Regions from separate parts of the Sus scrofa genome. Here all the other regions are linked to region 1. Evidence: chromatin contacts called from public Hi-C and HiChIP or PLAC-seq data. All regions are on one chromosome and are shown on one strand. The core of a region is the stretch at or near the end of the contact, and the rest is flanking DNA. Distances in the headings are between cores, read along the strand shown. Region 1 holds the start of IL13RA1 (interleukin 13 receptor subunit alpha 1). Region 2 holds the start of DOCK11 (dedicator of cytokinesis protein 11). Region 3 holds the start of LONRF3 (LON peptidase N-terminal domain and RING finger protein 3).

Region 1 (3,506 bases), core at 495-2,994:
TTTCCTTTAACATTAAAAAATTATATATTTTTAAAGGTTACACTTCATTTACAGTTATTATAAAATATTGGCTATATCCCCAGTGTAGACTACATCCTTGTAGCCTGTTTTATTTATTTATTTCATCTTTTGTCTTCTTAGGGCAGCACCTGAGGCATATGGGGATTCCTAGGCTAGGGGTTGAATTGGAACTGTTGCTACTGGCCTACACCACAGCTACAGCAACATGTGATCTGAGCCGCATCTTCGACCTACACCACAACTCTTGGCAACGCTGGATCCTTAACCTACTGAGTGAGGTCAGGAATACGAACCTGCATCCTCGTGGATACTAGTGGAGTTTGTTAACCACTGAGCCGCGACGGGCAACTCCCTTTGGAGCCTATTTTATACCCAATAGTTTGCACCTCCCACTCCTCCCGTCCCACTGCTAACCACTAGTTCCTTCTGGATATCTGGTAGGTGCAATCTAATTACAAGGCTTCTCAAAAAAGAAAAAGGAAGGCAGGAGGGTCAGAGTCAGAGCAGGAGATGTGCTAAGGGAAGCAGAGGTCTGAGTGGTACAGAAAGGGGCCAAGGAATGCAGTCGGCCTCCAGAAGCTGGAAAAGGCATGGAGACAGATTCTCCCTTAGAACCTCCAGAAGGAAAACAGCTCCAGCCACGCCTTGATTTTACCCTAGTGGGACTTCTGACCTCCAGAACGCTAATATAATAAAACTGGGGTGTTTTTAGTCAATTCGTGGTAATTTGTTACAGCAGCCATAGGAAACCAAGGGTTCCTCTTTTCCTCCATCCCCAGCGACATTAAGCCTCAGCCACCCACCTTCCATCTCTCTATATGTATGAAAAAGCAGTATGTAGAAAGTTGGTCGTGAGCTTTAAAAACATCCCTTTGTGGCGCAACGGGTTCGGTGGCCTCTTGGGAGCGCTAGGACGCCAGTTTGATTCCTGGCTAGACACAGCGGGTTAAGGATCCTGCGGTGCTGCAGCTGCGGCCTAGGTAGCAACTGCGACTTGGATAGGATCCCTGGCCCGGGAATTCCATATGTCGTGGGGCCGCCAAAAAAGGAAACATTTTTAAAAATCCAAGTATATAGTATGGCACTGTCGGTCATATTTACAATTTTTGCTTCCTCCCCCCCCATTATCAACAGATTTCAAATATACTTTTCATCCTGTTTACAAAGCATGCTCCCGCCACATCCCCTCCTCTGGTCTTCCAAGTCCACCCTCTGAGGTCAGACCTGGGATTACTAACTCGGGAGTCAGAGTTTAGGAAACAAGGGCTCAGAGGCCCACGTTTGGAAGCCGCGTCTCCAGACTCCCAGGCCAAGGCTCGTTCCCAGAGAAGGCCCTGCCCGGGGAGCCCGGTGGAATACAGCTCCCCCAGCACGTCCGGGGCTCCGCCGGTCTGCACGGTCCGCTCGGCTTGCAGGCGCGGGGGCCGGGCCGCGACGCGGTCGGGGAAGTTCCGTTTGGCCGGCGATCCGCCTCGGGGCGGGGGACTGGGCTGCGGCAGGGCCAGGTGTTGCGCAGCAGAAGCCGCTGCGGGAGCCACCGACGCCCCGCCCCTCCACCCGCGCCGGCCGCCAGGGGTTACCTGCGGCCGGTGGGCGGGGCGGCCCTTCCCGTCTGCGCCGGCCCCCGGCCTCCAGGGCGGCGGAGCCGGGAAGTGGGAGAGGGAGCGGAGGAGGCGGAGACTGCCGCGGCTGCTGCCCGGCCGGGCTCCGAGCGAGGGGCTGCATGGAGCGGCCGGCGCGGCTCTACGGGCTGTGGGCGCTGCTGTTCTGCGCCGGCGGCGGCGGGCTGGCCGCGCCCGCAGGTGAGTAGTGCGGCCCCTGGGGCCCGGGGCGGCGGGGGTCGCGGCCGAGAGGCCCGCCGGGCCGAGGGCGGCGGTGGGCGCCGGGGGCGGGCTCCGCGATGCCCCCGCGGCCGCCGCCGCCGCCGCCACTCGCGTGCGGCTCGAGGTGAAGGACCCAGAGCGGCGGAGGGGCCGGAGGACGTCCCTTGGCCGTCGGGAAGCGCCGAGGAGCCCGGGGCCGGACCGAAACGAGTCCGTGGCCGCGGAGTCGGGACCGGGCATGTGGCCCGTGAGCCCGGGAGGGGTTGAGGGCCCAGAAGCCCGCGGGGACGGCGACCGAGGTCCCGGCGAGCCGGGGACCCGCCGGGGCTTCTAGCGCAGCGGGTCTAGTGAGGGAGTGAGAGTTGGAGGCAACCTCTGAGGCTCCTAGTTCCTGAAGGAAAAGGACGTGAGGGTCACGGCCTCCTCTGGCGTCCAAGAAATCCAGTGGGAAACCCGGAGCAGCATCCGCGTGGATGCCTTTCTTTAATATTTTCCTTTAAAAAAAAGCAACCTTTATACTTTGGAATAATTTTCAATTTACAGAAAAGTTGCAAACATAGAGCGTTCGTGTATGCCCCTCCCCCCCCCCCGTGCGGCAATTTCAAATTAATCAACCAAGAGTTACTGTGAAAAGTGGGGGCTGATGAGTTGCTCAGGGATGGCTTTTTCCGGACCTTCTTGGTGAGGATAGTAGATCCAAAGTCGATAGGTTTTATTGTCATGTTGACACAAACGCTTCCAGTTTTGTTTATTGCAATTTCACCAGCGTGTTGTACTTTGAAACCCAAGTTGAAATGTTGATTAGGAAACCTCGCTGCCCTGTGTTGATTCAGTCAACAAAACGTGTGCAGAGCCGGCTCACTGCCAGGCTGTGTTCTAGGGGCTGAGAATGCCGCAGATGAGCAAAACAGAGTCCCTGCCCTTTGGTGCTTCTCTGCAGTTGGCAGAGTCTGAGAAAGGGGGGCGGGAGTGAAATATAAGGTATGTCAGATGGCGAGAAGTACTTTGGAGGAAAACAACGCAGAGGAGGGGGCTGCCATTGTAAATAAGGTGGAGTAGGAAGACCTCCACTGAAAAGGTGGCCTTGGAATAGAGACCTGGGGAGGTTTGAAGTTGGTCAGCTAATAATTCAAGTGAGGACTTTCCATTGTGGCTCAGCAGTAACGAACCCAACTAGTATCTGTGAGGATGTGGGTTCAATCCCGGGGCTCGCTCAGTGAGTTAAGGATCTCGCGTTGCCCTGAGCTGCTGTGTAGGTTGCAGACACTGCTCAGGGGTCCCACTTTGCTGTGGCTCTGGCGTAGGCCCTCCGCTGCAGCTCCGATTGAACCCCTGGTTTGGGAACTTCCATATGCCCCAGGGGCAGCCCTAAAAAGACAAAAATAAATAAATAAATAAATAAATAAAAATTCAAGTGCTTTTCTTGTTTAGTACTGAGCCAGGCTCTGTAGGTTCACTTAGAACCTTAGAATGTACAGTGTAATCCTCGCCCCCCCCCCCCAAGTGCCTGTAGTTTACTTGGGGAAATCCAGTTTCCATAATTATATATATAGGGCAGCTGCAGTCCAGAGAAGGGAAAGGACTTGTCTAGGGTCACCCGTCTCATTAGTCTCCTGATTTTCCCAGTGCTACTCCAGCACCCTCCCTGGCACAGACTCCCTC
Region 2 (3,506 bases), core at 455-2,954, 230 kb before region 1:
AATAGGAGTCAAGACCATTCTTCTAGTAAAGGAGAGTGACATTATCAGGATTTTCTTGTGAACCAGTCATAACTTATCATCTGGAGCTGGGCCTGCCTTCCCTAAGCCCTATGGCTCTGTTCTAGAGCAGAAGCAAGGAAAAAGTGTTATGGCTGTTGTGGAGGTAACCAGTGGTGTGGGCCACGCAGGCACCCACATGGAACGGAGGTCGTGAATTCCGGCTGATCCACCTACCTTCAACAATAAACAAATTTTATATACACACGTACTGTGCAAAGCCAAGCTTGGTGATATGAGGTGTCCGCCTTTACAGGACCTCCAGGCCCCAAGCCCTCTTGGAAAGTTTGGGCTTTACTGGCATTCCTGTGATGGCTGCTGAAACAGACTGGTTGCTAAGAGACTTGGCCTTCTCTGGAGTCACAGAAACATCAACCATGCCCTGGTTTTCAAAGCAAAGTCCTATCTGTAGGTGTGACTGCTTGGTCTTTGAAGATGGGAAAGGTGGGGAAAGTGCCCATAGAAGGGCTGCATGGCTCCAGAGGAATTACTGGCCATTTTCAAACTCTCAACACATGAAGTAACCAGAAAGAAAACTGCCGCGATTAGCAGAATCTCTCACTTTGTACTTGGGGAGGTTTTACAGGGTCACCAGTAGTACTCGAAGATTTCACTTCCTTATTTCTGTCTTAAGCTTGTTTATTTTACATCTAGTTAGAAGATGTTCTTTGATTCTTGGGAAACAATTTCTTCTTGGAAGGTGAAGAGGCTAAGGAAGGGAGTAGGAAATGGCAAGGTGGTTGCAGAGTGTGTAAAAGCTTCTAGAAGCGCGCTAGGTCCTCCAGACTCCAGGTCAGGGCCTTCCCAACAGCACTCCCACCCCACCCCACCCGTGACGCACAGTCTCTGCAGAACGAGACAACCTGCCACAGGCTCAGGCCCCCCATGCAGCTCTCCCCCGCCCTGGTGGGGATGGGGGTGGGGGAGTGGGTTCTGCCACAGCAAGTTTCCAATCCCCAAAGGCTGCTCCCTCCTAGGGCTGCGCTCCCCCCCCCCGCCCCCCAACCACGTGAGGAGGACCGCGCGTAAGAAAACTGTGTGGACGGGAGAGGACCCTAGCGAGTCGCTCCAGCCCAAAAAACCGCTCGCTGTCTTTTGACATCGGCGCGACCCTCCCCGGCGGAGCACACAATAGGCGGCCTCTCCACGTTGTTCCGCAGCCCTTCGCCGCCTCGACCCCGGAGGCTTGCGGGGTAGGGGACGCGAGAGTTCCCTCACCCTCCCGGAGGGCCCTGCAGCCTCCGGGACGGGAAAGGAGCGCTGGGGTAGAGCACACCGCTCACTTGGAGACATTTCGTGCCCCCCCCAACACACACACACACACACACACACACACACGCACGCGCGCGCACACAAAACGAAGCAGCCCAGATCTCCGCTCCCGGATGCGGCTGCACCAGCAACATCAGCTGCGGGCGGAGCCCGAGCGGTTGCCACTTCCCCCCTCTTCCCTCGTGACCCTCGCCCCCCCTCCAGTTCTCCCTCCCCCTCCACACACCCTTCCTCGCCAGACACACCCTCCTCCTCGGGCGGCTGGCGAGCAGAGCTCGGGCTCTCTAGGGGAGGGAGCGGCCGCCGCCGTGGGGCAGGACAGCGGGCGAGAGAGCGAGTGAAGGAGGGACGGAGGGAGGGGCAGCGGAGGGCGGGAGGGAGGAGCCGCGGGAGCCGCGCCGCCGCCGCCGACTGAGATGTGGCCGGCCGGCAGGCGTGTAAACACGGGGAGCAGCAGCGACCGCGGCTGCCCCGGCCCGAGGCAGTGAGCACGCCCGCCGAGACCTGCCCGCGCTGCCATGGCCGAAGTGCGCAAATTCACCAAGCGGCTCAGCAAGCCCGGCACGGCGGCCGAGCTCCGGCAGAGCGTGTCGGAGGCCGTGCGGGGCTCCGTGGTGCTGGTGAGTGGCCGGGGGACCGGGCGTCCCGGGGGACACGCTCCGGGCGAGAGCGACCCGGCGGCTTCCCGCGCGCGCGCGCGCGGGGTCGGGACGGGAACGGCGCTGGCGGCAGCCGCCGGGTGCGCTCCGCGCTCTTTCTCCGCTTCACTAAGTTTTCGCCGCGGCAGCTGCTCGCCAGGGTCCGAAGCCCTGGCGCCCGCTGACAGCGCTGCGGCTGCCCGGCTGCCAGGCACCGCGGAGGCGTGCGCCCGGCTGGACGCCTACGGGCAGTCGGGGGCTCGGCACTGGGGCCGGGGCGGGGGATGTGAGCTCGAGAGCGCACCCCGCGCTGCCCTAGACCCGGCACAAAGAGCGGGCGACCGGGGCGCGGCGAGATCCCGATTCCCTCCAGCCTGCACCTGAAGCAGCCTAGGCGGAAGGATGCGATGAATGTTTTGCGCGCGCACACACACACACACACACACACTCGTGCGCGCGCGCGCGCACACACACACACACACACACACACACACATACCGTGTACACAAAAAAGGAACCCCACCCAAAAAGCCCCGGGCGCCCAAGCCCCGGCGGGCGGTGAGAACAGAGGAAGCGGAGCGACTTCCTCCTGCTACTGGGGAGAGGGTGGTGATGGGTGTAGAAGGGTGCTGCTGCTGCTGCTGCTGCTGCTGCTGCTGCTGCTGCTGCTGCTGCTGCTGCTGCCTCGGAGGGAGGGGACTGGAGACAACGGGGTTCCGGGGCAAGTGGGCGCGGAGTCGGCCGCCCCACGGGGAGGGTGTCCCCTGGAACCCGGGAGCGCTCCAGAAGCAAGGAGATGGGGCCTTGGGGGAAGATGGTGTACGCCGGTGAAGGGATGGAGGACCTGGGCTCAGAGCCGCACCGCTCAGGGCTGGGGGATGGGAATTGGAAAGCGCGCAGACCCCCTGGGAACCCTCCCAGCGCACCCTCAGCCGCATCCGGATTGTCTGACTCAGGAGCGAAGCCGACGGGTACTACTAACGGGCACTTGCCCCTGCTCCTGTTTTCAAGATACTCGTTGCCAATTTCCTGGACCAGCAAGCAAAACCTAAATAAGCAGTCTGGCTGGCTAATTAGCATTTGTTTTGTTACTTTGGTTTTTTTGTGGGCTTTTTTGTTTGTTCGTTTTTGTCTCTCTCCATTCTACCTTACAGCGAGTCCTCTGCTGTGTTTAAATCTCACCGTTAAGAGTGAGCTCTTTTTGTTAAAACAACTTATCGGAAGGGAACTTCACAGCTTTTCCTTGTAATTTTTCTGTTGATCTTGTAGAATCTGCGATAAAACCAACATTAAAGGGAGGCCAGGGGCCTGATCCCAACAGTGGAGAAAGTTGACATTAGTGGGAGTTCTGGAGGAGGATCAAAGGTAAAATATGTACCTTTGAGATAAAGATCTGATCCCTAATAGCTACAACTGTGCAAAGCCAAGTGACTTTAAAGAAATCTCCCTATCGTGGCTGGACCCTTGAAAGTTTAATCCTGCTGTTTAGCAGAGCTGAAAAACCAGAGCTTTAATGTTGTTTTAATGGACTTGGCTTAT
Region 3 (3,506 bases), core at 259-2,758, 190 kb after region 1:
CCCGGATGGAGCCTGTAGTCAGCTCTGATACATAACTTGTCATCCGTGACACTGATTCAGAAGCCAAAAAACGATGGCTCCCAGAGTTTAGATCATTTGCCCAATGTCACTCAGCTAAGAAATGGCCACAACAGGAGCCCATTGTAGGTCCTCAGGCCTCTGGAGCAGCCCCAGGCACACCTCCAAGCAATACCCAGAGCCCGCTGCGACCGAAGGCCCACTGAGTCGGGGCAAGCCTAGACCCCGCCTTCCGGCTCTGAGCGGTGTGACCCTGGGAGAAGTACGTTCTTCCTTTAGTTCTCTGAGCTTGTCAGCTTATTTGTGCGTGTGGCTCCTGTCCGATGTGGGGGGTGAGCAGAGAGACAGAGCGTGGGCGGCTCACATTGGCTTTCTGGAAGTAAGCGGGGCACCCTCGCGGCCCCTAGCCATTATGAGCCAAGCACTGCGGCTTGGCTGGTGCGCAGCCCCCCGCTATGAAGCGCCTGTGTCAGAGCTCTGCGCTCTGGAGCGGCGAACCTGGAGGCGGCTGCGCCGGCCGCTGGAGTGCGCCGGGGACTCACGGACTTTCTCCCGAGCAGTGCTCCGGGTTGCGGTCTTCCGCCCGCTGTTCTCCCGTGGCCCCGGAGTACCCACTGACCCCAGCAGGCCTTGCTCTCGAGGCCGCGCCCGTCCTGCCTGTGGTCCCCGGGGCCCGGCGCGTCTTCAGCGGGGGCGCGGGCCGCCCGCCGCCCGCCCTAGCGCAGGTTCCAGCGTTGGAGGACGGAGAGGTGAGAAAGCAGGGCGTGCGGGCCGCCTCCTCCCGGCCGGAGCTGGCGAGCGCATCTTCTCCGCGCGCCCCTCTCCTCTCGGCGAGCGCCGCCCAACTGCTGAGCCCGCTTGGCCCCCTGGTCCGAGTCGCTCCCAGCACAGGAGACCCAGCGCCCTCGGATAACCGCATTCACTACCTTTGGGGGACTCCCTGGGGAAAGTGGCCAGGGTCTCCGGGTGTGAGGAGCCGGGCCGGGACCGGGACCCGGGTGGGGGGCTTCCCGGGGACCTTCTCAACCCGCTTCCCTTCGCAGACAGCCGCCGTCGCCCCTGGGAAGGCGAGCCTCCGGCGTCTCCGAAGACCTGGTGGACTGCGCGCCTCGAGGTACCGGCCTCTAGAGCGGGGAGGGGGCCGTTAGCGAGCGACTGGCAGAGGGGACCTGTTTGCTGGCGGGTTTGGAGGTGGGATGGGGTAGGGTTTTGGAGTCGGAGAAGCGCAAGAGAAGACGCCGTTTTAATTTTTTTTCCCTCCCCCTCTTCCGAAAAGGAACCACATTGCAAGGGGGAAATAAGACGGAGTGTAAACACAAACAACCTCAAAAAGAAGCCAAGAAAAGCGAAGCCGAAAGAAGCAAGCGCAACACTGTTACAAAACTGTCTGGTTTTGTAACAATCGCCCTGCTGCCGGCCAATGAGCAGCGTGGCGGCGCATCACGTGGTGCCGTTTTATATAACACTTTGCTGAGACAAGACAGTTATTAGGCGGCGCGGGGCAGCAGGCATGGAGCTCGCAGAGGCGCGGCGGGGAGCGGCGCGCGGCAGAGCGGCGGCCGTGGCAGCCCCGATTCCCTCCAGCCGCCGCTCCCTGCTCCGCGTCCCCGGCCCCTAGACGCCTCTTTCCGCGCGTGACCCTCTCCCTATGGATTCATTTCAGACTGGGCAGATGCTGAGCTTGCCCGCCGAGCTCGGCAGCAACAACTTGGAGCTGGCTGAGCCGGCGGCATCAGCGGCCCGCGGAGACACGGGCCCCCACCCGGAGGCGGCTAGAGAAGGCCCCGCACCTCTACCGACGCGGCCGCCAGGGCAGGAGCAGCCTCCGAGGGCCTCGACGCCCGAGTGTAAAGTCCTGCTCAAGCAGGCCGATGCCCTGGCGTCTGGGGGGCGCCTCCGGGAAGCCCTCGAGGTGTACCGACAGCTCTCAGAGCGGCAGCAGCTGGTGGCTGAGCAGCTGGAGCAGTTGGTGCGCTGCCTGGCCGAGAACGTCCCGCGAGGCGAGGCTCCGGAGCCCCCGGACGGGAGCCTCGCGGTGAGCTGCGCGGTGGCGGCGGAAGACGCGGGGGTGGCGACGGCTGCCGAGGCCACCGAGGTGTGGGACGGCTTCAAGTGCCGGAAGTGCCATGGATTTCTCTCAGACCCCGTGTCCTTGTCCTGCGGCCACACCTTTTGTAAACTGTGCCTGGAACGCGGGCGGGCAGCCGACCGGCGCTGTGCGCTGTGCGGCGTCAAGCTCTCCGCGTTGATGGTGGCCACCGGGCGGGCGCGCGGGGCCCGGCGGGCTGGGCAGCAGGCGCCGCCGCCGCTGCGGGTCAACGTGGTGCTGAGCGGCCTCCTCGGCAAGTTGTTCCCAGGCCCGGCACGGGCGTCGCAACTCCGGCACGAGGGCAACCGGCTGTACCGCGAGCGCCAGGTGGAGGCGGCGCTGCTCAAGTACAACGAGGCAGTTAGGCTGGGTGAGCCCACTGTGCCGCCGGGACCCGCGAAATGGGAGGCGGGTCGGGCGGAGGAAGGCGCGCGGACCGGGGGATGGATCGAGCCCGGAGTGGGGGAGGGGGTTTCTGGAGTTCAGTCCCCTACTTTTTCTCCGTCGCTGCCGATTCATCGCCCTTTCTCTGGGTCTCTGTCTGTCTCCCTGCTCTTTGTCTTTTCCTGTGTCTCCTGTTAGCTTTTGTGTTTCTGCGTCGCTCAGTCCCTGCTTCTGTTTGTGTGTCACTCTGTTTCCGTGGCTTTTTCCCTCTCCGCATCTTTGTCACTCTGTCTCTTGCTCCGTGTCACCACCTCTGTTTCTCGGGCTCGCCTTCTCCTTCTGCCTCTGCACTCCTGGGCCCCTCGGACACCTGCCCGCACCTTGCGGTCCGGGAAGGGAACTTCGCACCCTTGCCAGTGCGCCGGGGCTTCTGGGCTCCCGCCAGCCCGAGATGTTCGGTCGGCGCCTGCGTCTGCCTCTCCCGCCCGACCCGGAGCCGCCGTGACGGCCGGGAGTTGTCCCTTCCGGGGCCGCGGCTCCCGGTGGGGTGGGTCCGGCGTGGAATTAGGTCAGGAGAGCACTGGTTGCATAAGGGCCGCGAGCGGCCCGGGCCGGGCGGCCCCTCCTCCGCGCGGGCGGGCGGGATTGTGTAACGGCTGAGGTAACCGAAGTGGGCCACGCTCGCCTCGGAAACCATCCCGCGAGCGTGTGCGGGGGGGGGGGGGGAGAGCTCGCGCCCCGCTGCCCTGTGACTCATTGTCACCGCTTCCTATCACACGATCCTCGGCTGAAATAGATGTCCCCTCCCTCCCCGCCCGCCCGCAGCCTGCGCCCTCGCCTGGAACCCCAGCCCGCCAGCCCAGTGGGCGACCGGCCGGGCGACAGCTCAGGGATCCCGGGGGACCGTGGGCTGGCTGCCAAGGGGCCCCGCCTCTGTCCCACTTTCCCGTGCCGCTTGAGGGATGGGTGGGCTTTGTGGCCTTAAGGGCGACGCGGGCAGCTCCGCGCCTCTGGC

Evidence for each region. A called contact is a pair of places that touch in the nucleus more often than the background predicts. HiChIP or PLAC-seq counts read pairs in DNA pulled down with a chosen protein or histone mark.
Region 2: a contact with region 1 is called in an H3K27ac HiChIP or PLAC-seq map of alveolar macrophages. The contact joins the promoter of DOCK11 here to the promoter of IL13RA1 in region 1. A contact is called at or near these places in 1 of 47 Hi-C or Micro-C datasets (embryonic fibroblasts) and 1 of 2 datasets of contacts at active chromatin or transcription factors (alveolar macrophages).
Region 3: a Hi-C map of liver shows a contact between it and region 1, with 4 times the contacts expected there. The contact joins the promoter of LONRF3 here to the promoter of IL13RA1 in region 1. A contact is called at or near these places in 1 of 5 promoter capture datasets (liver), 2 of 47 Hi-C or Micro-C datasets (both in liver) and 1 of 2 datasets of contacts at active chromatin or transcription factors (alveolar macrophages).

The regions. Positions count from the first base shown.
Region 1 is chrX:97,299,216-97,302,721 of Sscrofa11.1, forward strand. It overlaps IL13RA1 (interleukin 13 receptor subunit alpha 1), which reads left to right and starts at 1,745. Exons shown (of 11, transcript NM_214341.1): 1 at 1,745-1,823. The coding sequence starts at 1,745.
Region 2 is chrX:97,066,784-97,070,289 of Sscrofa11.1, forward strand. DOCK11 (dedicator of cytokinesis protein 11) reads left to right here and starts at 1,705. Exons shown (of 54, transcript XM_021080484.1): 1 at 1,705-1,949. The coding sequence starts at 1,848.
Region 3 is chrX:97,492,797-97,496,302 of Sscrofa11.1, forward strand. LONRF3 (LON peptidase N-terminal domain and RING finger protein 3) reads left to right here and starts at 1,509. Exons shown (of 13, transcript XM_013986385.2): 1 at 1,509-2,477. The coding sequence starts at 1,667.